Linked DNA regions of Mus musculus: region 2 is linked to region 1. A link is a contact called in public promoter capture Hi-C data. All regions are on one chromosome and are shown on one strand. The core of a region is the stretch at or near the end of the contact, and the rest is flanking DNA. Distances in the headings are between cores, read along the strand shown. Region 1 holds the start of Prxl2a (peroxiredoxin like 2A). Region 2 overlaps Tspan14 (tetraspanin 14).

Evidence for each region. Promoter capture Hi-C pulls out the DNA fragments that hold promoters and counts their contacts.
Region 2: a promoter capture Hi-C map of embryonic stem cells shows a contact between it and region 1, with 2.6 times the contacts expected there. The contact joins the enhancer-like site here to the promoter of Prxl2a in region 1. A contact is called at or near these places in 23 of 39 promoter capture datasets (the 3T3-L1 cell line, 3T3-L1-derived adipocytes, the C10 cell line and 14 more), 34 of 484 Hi-C or Micro-C datasets (B cells, CD4 T cells, the CH12 cell line and 24 more), 16 of 115 datasets of contacts at active chromatin or transcription factors (the 230-238 cell line, bone marrow-derived macrophages, effector CD8 T cells and 8 more) and 4 of 9 other capture datasets (adipose tissue, embryonic stem cells, liver and 1 more).

What each region holds. Positions count from the first base shown.
Region 1 is chr14:41,011,888-41,016,233 of GRCm38.p6, forward strand. It overlaps Prxl2a (peroxiredoxin like 2A), which reads right to left and starts at 1,946. Exons shown (of 6, transcript NM_027464.4): 1 at 1,811-1,946.
Region 2 is chr14:40,913,564-40,917,909 of GRCm38.p6, forward strand. Tspan14 (tetraspanin 14) reads right to left here. Exons shown (of 9, transcript NM_145928.2): 4 at 3,240-3,386; 5 at 1,817-1,987. Among named protein-coding and RNA genes, the nearest start is that of Sh2d4b, 22 kb to the left of the region's middle. Within about 2 kb of position 1,773, at least 51 of the 459 cell types and tissues checked have an H3K27ac peak or open chromatin away from gene starts, as enhancers often do. A contact at or near this core is called in bone marrow-derived macrophages, embryonic stem cells, kidney and 1 more, where this site is marked.

The sequences.
Region 1 (4,346 bases), core at 696-3,195:
TCTTTTGCAGGGTTCAGATGAACTCACTCACTGTCCTAGGAAGGTAAAACAGACAACAACAACAACAACAAAAAAGAATAGAACAATTTCTCCAGCAGTGTTACTGCAAGTCAGCTTTCTGGGTGAAAGTTCCAGGCCCGGGGGAGTCCTGCCTTACGTCCACATTCTCCACAGCACATACTCTGAGTTAACTCTTTGGCTCTCCCACAACTGCTCCTGGTAGTGCCAAAGGCAAAGGTTACTGCTCAACTTCAATCTGCCTTGGCAAGGGCCAAAGAGCTCATGGGTGAGGCTGGCTTCTTCCACAGCAACGCTGGACAGGTCCTGCCACATTAAGACTCTGTCCAAGCAGACTCTGAGCTTAGCATTTCAAAGAAGCAGATAGCCAACTAGCAGGAGAGTTGCTTTTAATCTGGGATACTAATGAAATCGTATGCACCTTAAAATTCCAGACCTCACCAAACAAACCTTCTGGTGCCACACAAGCTTGAAATGATCATTGCAATCCCAGCAATCAGGAGGCAGAGACAGGGGGACTGCAAATTCAAAGAAAGCCTCCGGGAAATTCAAAGCTACCCTGAACTACATAAGGCCCACCCCCTCAAGAAGAAAAGGGGAAAGAGGTGGGGTAGAGTGCTTTGTACCCCTTCAGGGACAACACAAAGGGTCTCAGGTAAATGCCATCCCTTATAAGGAAGGACACCAAGGAAAGGTCGGACGAGAAGAACCAAGTTGCATGAGCCTGGACCAGCCATGTTTCACATTAGCAAAATGGGAACAATTTCCTAATCACCTTCTACAGAGATGAATCACTGAAGATGCTATAAGCTCTTTGCAAAGACTGCCAGAGATGTTAAATTCTTACTTATTTCTGGATTACTCATTGATCACCCCAAATATTTGAAACAAAGGATTTTCTGATGAGTATCTTGTGAGGACCCAGATTCTATTAGCAGGGCTCCATGACAAGCAGGAGGATTTCTGGGTTTGGGGCCAGCCTGGTCTACAGAATGAGTTCCAGGATAGCCAGAGGTACACAGAGAAACCCTGTCTCGAAACAAAACATCCAATGAGTATTTTCTTTTCACATAAATCATTTACCAAGTTCCAAGACAAGAAATGTTGAAGTAAAAATAAAACCAAAAATCTAGGTAACAGGGCTGTGAAAACATTGGAGGCACGGTGGCAGCGAGACTCGGATTGTCACCTTCCCATGCAAACCCTGCCAGGTTGGACCTTAACTTTGCTCTCCCTTGGGCCATTTTCACCAACTCCAACAACCTAACAATTCGGAGGATGGGCTGTCCTGGAGCTCTGATTATCTCATTACCACACCTCAGCAGCGGTTTGAAATTTACAACGGAGCTTTCTAAGGCAAAGGTTTGTAACCCTTAGAAGAGAAGGAGGAGCAGGTATCTCAGAGACTTCCTCACAGGACACCCCAATACCGAAACTGGATAGCCACGGCCACCCCTGGCAGCCTTCAGCCTAGCCCATGTTGGGTGGATGCCCCTTCCTGAGAGGTGGGCAAACGTTTTTGTTTTTTTTTTTTTTTCCTTCAGTTCTCTGTCCCAACAATTCAAACATCTGGGTGGGCAAGAGTTTTTCTGTCCTCTGTCCCAACGATTCAGACTGCTGGGTGCCGCCAGCGCCATTCCGGGACAGGGGTCTCTGGGCCCCAAGCGTGGAGTCTGTCCTGATCGCTGTGGTGGGCTGAGGGCACATCGGAGAGCGGTACCTGGAGAGGATCGGGTCACATCCTCTATCCAGCATCTAGTCTCCGCGGTCCCTGGCCTGCCTCGATCCTCACCTGCGCCCCAAGGACCCCGCCTCCGTGGACCTCACTGGCCCCTGAGCTGCGCCAGCGGACGCAGGTGCCTCCTCGGTTGTAGTGCAGTTTTGAGGGCGGGTGAGACTAAGGTCTCCCCGCGCCTGCGCAGCTCAGCGCCTACGCCACCACGCCACTTTCACGTGACAGACACGCCCCCGCAGCTCCAGACTGGGGACTGGGTAGAACTGGGTCGCCTTCGGGCACTTCTTTGCTCGCTGATTTCCACGGAGCTAGTTTGGAACTAGCGTGGCTTTGTGGGGTAGATGTCCCAGCGTCCATCTTCACCCCCAAATGCTGGTTATTAGAATGAAGAAAACCAGCTGAGAACTGGCTCTAAGGATAATACCAGCTCCTCTAGCTTCTTTGAGCAACCCTGTGACAGGCTTGTCTTAATACTCTAACGTGGTTGGTTGCTTAATGTAGCTCAGACTGGTCTGGAATTGTTCATCCTCCTGCCACAGTTCCCCAGGGGCTGGGATCACAGGCGTGCACCGCCATGCCTGGCTTTTACCCATTTTTCTCACTCCTGTAATAAGTGTTCATTACTGTCGTATCAAAGCTGTAGTCAAAAGAAACAGGATTAACTCACAGAATAGTTAAAGGTGGGGGAGTGGGAGACAGTCAGAAAGAGATCACAGAGCAGTTTGCAAAGAAGTATTACAGCAGCCAGACAGGCACGCTGGTCAGAAGTGGTCATCTGTCCTGTGTGCATTGGGGGTATCCACCTGTGTGGGACTTGACACCTGGCCAGAGGACTAGGCTGTCCTAGTACATCTTTACCTTCCCCTCATGTTTCTCACTGTAAGAAGCAAGACTCTTGCTATGTAATAACAAATTCAAGAGACTAAGGAGGGTAAGACAGTTTTTATTTTACTATCTTGTAGAACTGTGTGTTACCCTAGACAAAAAGTTAAAAGGGGGTGGGGTGGGGGATGGGGATGGAGACCCCGCCCTGCTTTCCTGTTATGTAGGTAGTCAGGAGCTGCCCTAATTAGGGTTATTATTGTTATGATGAAATACCACGAGCAAAAACCAATTGGAGAGGAAAGGGCTTATTTGGCTTACACTTCCACATCATAGCCCATCTCTGAAGGAAGTAGGGTAGGAACTCAAACAGGGCAGAAACCTGGCAACAGAGCTGATAAACAGACTGTGGAAGGGTGCTGCTTGGTGGCTTGCCTACATTCTGATTTTATGAAGGCGTTTTCTCAGTCCCTCCTCTCCAGACTCCAGCTTGTGTCAGGTTGACATAAAATTAGCTATTCCAGCAGTCAACTAACTTTCCACCCTATGGTAAACAGAGACAAATACGCGTTATCTGACAGCTGGGAAAGAGCAGAGTCCTTGTGCCTCCTGATAGATCGGAATGATGTACTTCTGATACTCAGAACCTGGAGCTAGGCTGGTAGGCAGCAAGCTGCAGGGAGCCTTCTATTTCTGCCCACCAAGGCCCTGAGATTCCAAGCCTGTACTCTTGCAATCAGTCTGGATTTTTACTGATACCAAGGGTTTGAAATCAGTGCTTTTACCTGCTGAGCCATATCCCAAACCCAGGAGATGGTCGGTCATCTCTGAGCAGTGTTCCCCCAACCCTGTTCACCTGGGAAACACCTAGTATCCAAAGGCTTTCCAGATCTTCCTCCAACCTCACATTCCATATAAATATATGGCAGGATTCAACTCAGAGAGTCTGTTGAGGGAGCTTTCCTGAGCCATAGTATATGCATCTTTGTTTCCCTGCTGGGATCCCAGAGCCTGGTCCTGGAATAGCACCCAGATATACTGGGGAGGTTCATGAAAGAGAAAAGGTCTAAGCTGAGAGTGGTCATTAGCCTGAGAGATCTGACCTTTCACAGAAAAGATTTAGTGTAATTCGGTACCGCGTGAGTGTGCTTATAAAATGCCAATTCACCTCCACTCTCAGAAGACTTTTCTAACATGCACCTCATTTCTTACTATGTATCTGGCCTGAAATAGGAGCATTGGCTAAAGGTGAGGATTCCCAGGGGTTGCTACTGTAATTAAAACAGAAAGCCAGTTCTTGGAGACATGGACACTCAGAACTTGATGGTTAATGATTATGGTTAATGCCATCTGGTTATGAGCAGTAGAATTCTAGGGTGGGGGATACTAAGAGTCTGCTGTAATATACATACTACTCAAATGTAAGATGATATGCTTATATTTATGATCCTTTAACATCCCAATCTCTGGACCTCAGAAGAGAAGACTGGCTCTGGGAGCTAATTAACATGCAGTCAATATCCCAAGTCTCTCTTTGTTCAAGAAGGCACAGGCTGAACTCATTAAACTGCCAGCAGACCAGAAAAATAAGTTATTTGAAAGCCAACACAGGAAAACTTATTTATAAAGCTCAGCAGATTTTAAAAGATCAAAACAAAACCCATTAATAATAGGCTGGGCTTGTAGCTAAGTAGAGTGATTGCGTGAAGTCTTGGGTTCAGGTTCGATTCCCAGCGCAGGGTCAACTTTGTAAGGCAGTACACGCTTGCAA
Region 2 (4,346 bases), core at 523-3,022, 98 kb before region 1:
CCATTTACAGACAGAAAGGCTCAGATACTGAATGACACCCACAAATGGTAATGCATTAAGAGGGAAACTGCAGCCATGCTGACTCCCATGGGGACCAAGTCGAGCTAGTCTAGCTAGCATGCTAAGTCCGAGGCACTCCTTGACAGAGCCCATGCAAGCTACACCCCTTCTCCATTAAGACCCATTGATATGCCCCTCTCCTACCCCAGAGAACACAGCCGAAGTGAGGAACAGGCCTTTCTCCATGATAAAAGGCCACGCTGGCCCTAGTTACCTTCTTGGCCATTTTATATAAAGGCAGCTGTTGATCATTTACAACAGGGATTAATTACAACTAAAGTGAAAACAGCAGCACTCATTAACCACTCATTAACCGTCTGACTTGACCAGGAGTCCCACCCTCCACTCCTCATTACCTAGTGCAGCTGACAAAAGCCCTTATCGGCCTACAAGTGTGCGGCACCCAGCACACTAAGAACATCATCAATGTGACAGAATCACTCACCAGAGATCTATGACCTCTGCCGCCAAAACAAAGGCCAGCAGGATCTCTGCCTCCCTCACACCCAACTTTCCAGTGGAAATCCAATCTTCGCCATTCCTACTCCTCCACTATGCAGGATGCTTTAATGACTTAATGACCACCTAATGTTTTATCACAAGCCCTAGAACTAAGTGGGTGCCTCTTACATTTTAGAAGATAGGAAGCTGGGCACGGTAGAGCACATTCCTCCAATTCCAATAATCCGGAGGTTGAGGCCTGCAAGCTTGAGGGCAGCCTAAGCTACATAACAAGATCCTGTCTCACCTGTCTCAAAACAGACTGGGACAGACCGGTGGCAGGGATGACTTCTCTTAGGAAAGAGCAGGGGAAAGTTCGAGAAACTAGCAGACCCAAGGCCATTTGAACACAAAAGAGAAGAAAGAACTGAACAGACAAGGCGTAGCGAGGTCACTAGGATTAGGGAGTCTCCCGAGTCAGTAACAACGCACAGGAGTCTCTCTGCTTATGTAAACAGATTTTCCTGGACCCCCATGCTACATGCAACAGGGTAAACAAGTTTTGGTTAATAATAGTGGGTCAGTTATTTTTAGTGCTTGCTGGTTTATTTTCTCTTTGGAACCAAGTGTTCCTTGGAAAAGACATTTCAGAAGCCGGGCTTCTGGGAGAGGCAGATCAAACAGGCCACAGTGCCAGGGAGTGGTTCGCCCCAGGAGCTGGAGCAACCAGAGATTCAAGTTTCCAGGTGCAGCTGCAAGCAAGGGGAAGGGGCAGGAAGGCTGAGGGACACAGCCGAAGCCTGCTTAGTCAGCTCCCTGGGGAAAGTTCCAGAGAGGTCACATCCCTCCATGGAGAAGGCTTCCCCAAGGCAGTCTGTTCTTCTCAAACAGGAAGGAGAAAAGGTCCCAGAGAGGAAGAATACAGGAATAGCTCTACAGTGAGTCACTGTCCTAGGGGGAGGAGCTCTGTCCTCTGTATCCCCTCTATATCCACAGGGCCAAGGTCCTGGGGAGGTCTCTGACTAGCAACATGGCTATCATGAAAGGCTAGGGAAGACTGGACCCAAAAGGAAGGAATGGGAGATAAAGTTGTCTGGCCAATCCAAAACGCAGGCTGAGAGGGACCCCGAACTGCCATGCCAGCAGCTGAGCACAGCGATGCTGACCAGAGGCTGACCAGAGGCTGGGGCATGCTCCATACCTCCCTGCCATGTTGTGGCAGAAAAGCCATCTCAGCTGCAGGGCATCCGAGACTAAGCAGAGGTGGGAAGGGCGTGCTCTAGCAGGAGGCCTGTTGGGCGGGGGCAGAGCTTACAGCTTTCTGAAGGGAGTCAATGAGGTTCTGCAGGTCGATGTCATCCCGATAGGACTTGATGTTGCTCTCGAAGAATTCCCGGAACCGGTCTCTCACCCAGTCTTGGAATAAAAAGGCCAACACGGCCACGGCCAGTTCCAGGAAGAAGATGAGCACAATGGCCCCACAGAACTGCGAGGGCAAAGGAGAAAGGTAGTCAGCATCCCCAGCCTGGCAGACGCTCAGACGCAGCGGACCACCTACTGCAGCACGCCACCTCCTCGGTACATGGGACTCACCACTACCCGTGCACATATGGCACAGCTGGTAGCTGAGAGAAGTGAGGAGGAAGGACAAAGCTCTGAGCCATCACTGCCTAGGAGGTAGCCCTCCCCCACCTCCACCTGATGAGAAAGAAGTCAGTTGTTTTCCGTGTAGAGCCCTACCCAGGCACTGTCTGCCCCACCCTCCACTCAACCATCCTAGACATCGAGTCTTTCACTCCCACTTTACGGATGTGGAAACTAAGACTTGGACATAGAGCTTGTCTGAAACAACTTACACAGGACACCTAAGATCCCTGCAGAGTTCATTACCACGCTGGAGGGATCAGTGCTATCTTGGGCAAGCAGGACTGTCAGCTACATACAGACCTCTCTAGGTCATGGTGACATGCTGCTATCGGGAGCCTTGAAGCTTTGACCCAGCTTGGAAATGTGAAGGAAGCTTCCCAAGAAAACCAGATAAGAGCCGCAAGCATGCGCCAGTGCGCACAGCCTGCTCATGTGGAAAGGAGATACAAAACACAGGATTATTAAGGAGGGGGCGATCTAGGGAGGAGTGTGTGCTTTGCTTTCCAAATGAAGAAAGACTGACCTAATAAGCTCAACAAATAATAGACCATAAAGAAAACAAAAGTGTTTTCCTCACCAGGTGCTATTTAATTTTAACTGAATACATTTAAATATGAAGTTGTATCTAAATATAAAACTAAACTCTTAGTAATTCGTGATTCTGCCAGAAAATTAAGAACTACACTGCACAGCCAACAGATTCACACGCAGGAGGAGGGAAAGGATTTCTTAAAGCCATTGGCCACATCGTTTGATCTTAGCCAGGAAGGACAAAGGTGAACAGCAGATAAACAATTCCTTTAGAACTTCTCAGGAGAGCCATAGAGCCAAGGAGGTGAGCAGAACCCCCACCCCCCCTCCCACCCCCCACCCCCCCAACACCCCCCCCCCCGCAATTAGCTGGCAACTCCAGGAGACCCCACTTCCCTAGTGAGGAACCATCAGCTGGGCTTTTCTCCTTAAAATCTTCCTTCTTAGCGAGGCAGCACGTTCAAAGAACTGTTCCCTCCTTGTGCGGCCAGAAAACAGACGTGAGCCGGTATTGGTATCTCTAGTATACATAGACTGCGTCCCACTGCAGCATCACTTACAAACTTGAGCAGGCAGATGTTCTCTCGGAGGGCCCCGACACAGCCTGCGAATCCCAGTGTGAACATCACCACGCCCACCATCAAGACCAGCACGACGGGGTCGATTCCATGCAACCGGGTCACCTTGGTGAGGTCGGACAGCACACCCTGAGAGAAGCAGAGGATAAAAGGTAGCAGTGTCCTTAGAATGGAGTCAAGGCCCTAGGGGCAAGTTATGTCAGCCAGCTGCTGAAGCCAGGGGTCTGCTTCACACAGCTCAGCTCTGTCATCAAGAGCCAGGCCAGAGTGTGTTCCTGCCCACTCCCTGGGGCCCCTGAGTATACAGTCCTTGTCCACTACAGCTCTTAGACAGTCTACATGAAGTTCCTGGTTCATACCGAGGCTGGGGGCTCCTGTGAGCACAGACCCAGCTTCCTCAGTGGCCTTCGAGGTGCCTTGGCCAGGCCTCAGAGAAGGGGAGTCCTAGGCCACGGCCCAACTGGCTACAAGCAGCTTCACAATGAACATTTTTGAGGAAACCGACCCAGCAAGGGTAGATGATGAGAGAGTGTTGCCCATAAACGTGTCTATGATCCTGTTAGCACCACCCAAAGAGAATCATTGGCTGTACGTGTAATAAAAACACTTGGAAAGAGGCTAGGGACAACAAGAATTGGTTTATCACTTTTATTTAAACACGTATAGTCAGGGGCTGGTGAGATGGCTCTCAACAGGTGAAGGCACTTGCTGCCTTGCCTGGCAACCCGAGTTTAATCCCCAGGACCCACATGGTGGAAGGAGAACACCAAACCTAGGTAGGTTGTTTTTTACTTCTACTAAGCATATACATACCCCACCCCACCCCCACCCCCCCAAAAAAAATCAGTAAAAATTTTAAAATACATATAGTTATAAGTGCCTAGTGGCATCTACAAAGGACAGATAGATTCTGTGGTACTCAAAGAGAAAAGAGCTGTCAGGCTAGGCAGCTGTGTAACCAGCTCTAGGATTCAGGGCTCATCCAGGTCAAGTCTGCTGCAGTGCCAAATACAGCCACATGGTGGCGCTGTTATGCATGGTTGCTGTTTGCAGGTCACTGGGACATTGTACTCCAGTTTTCACATCAGT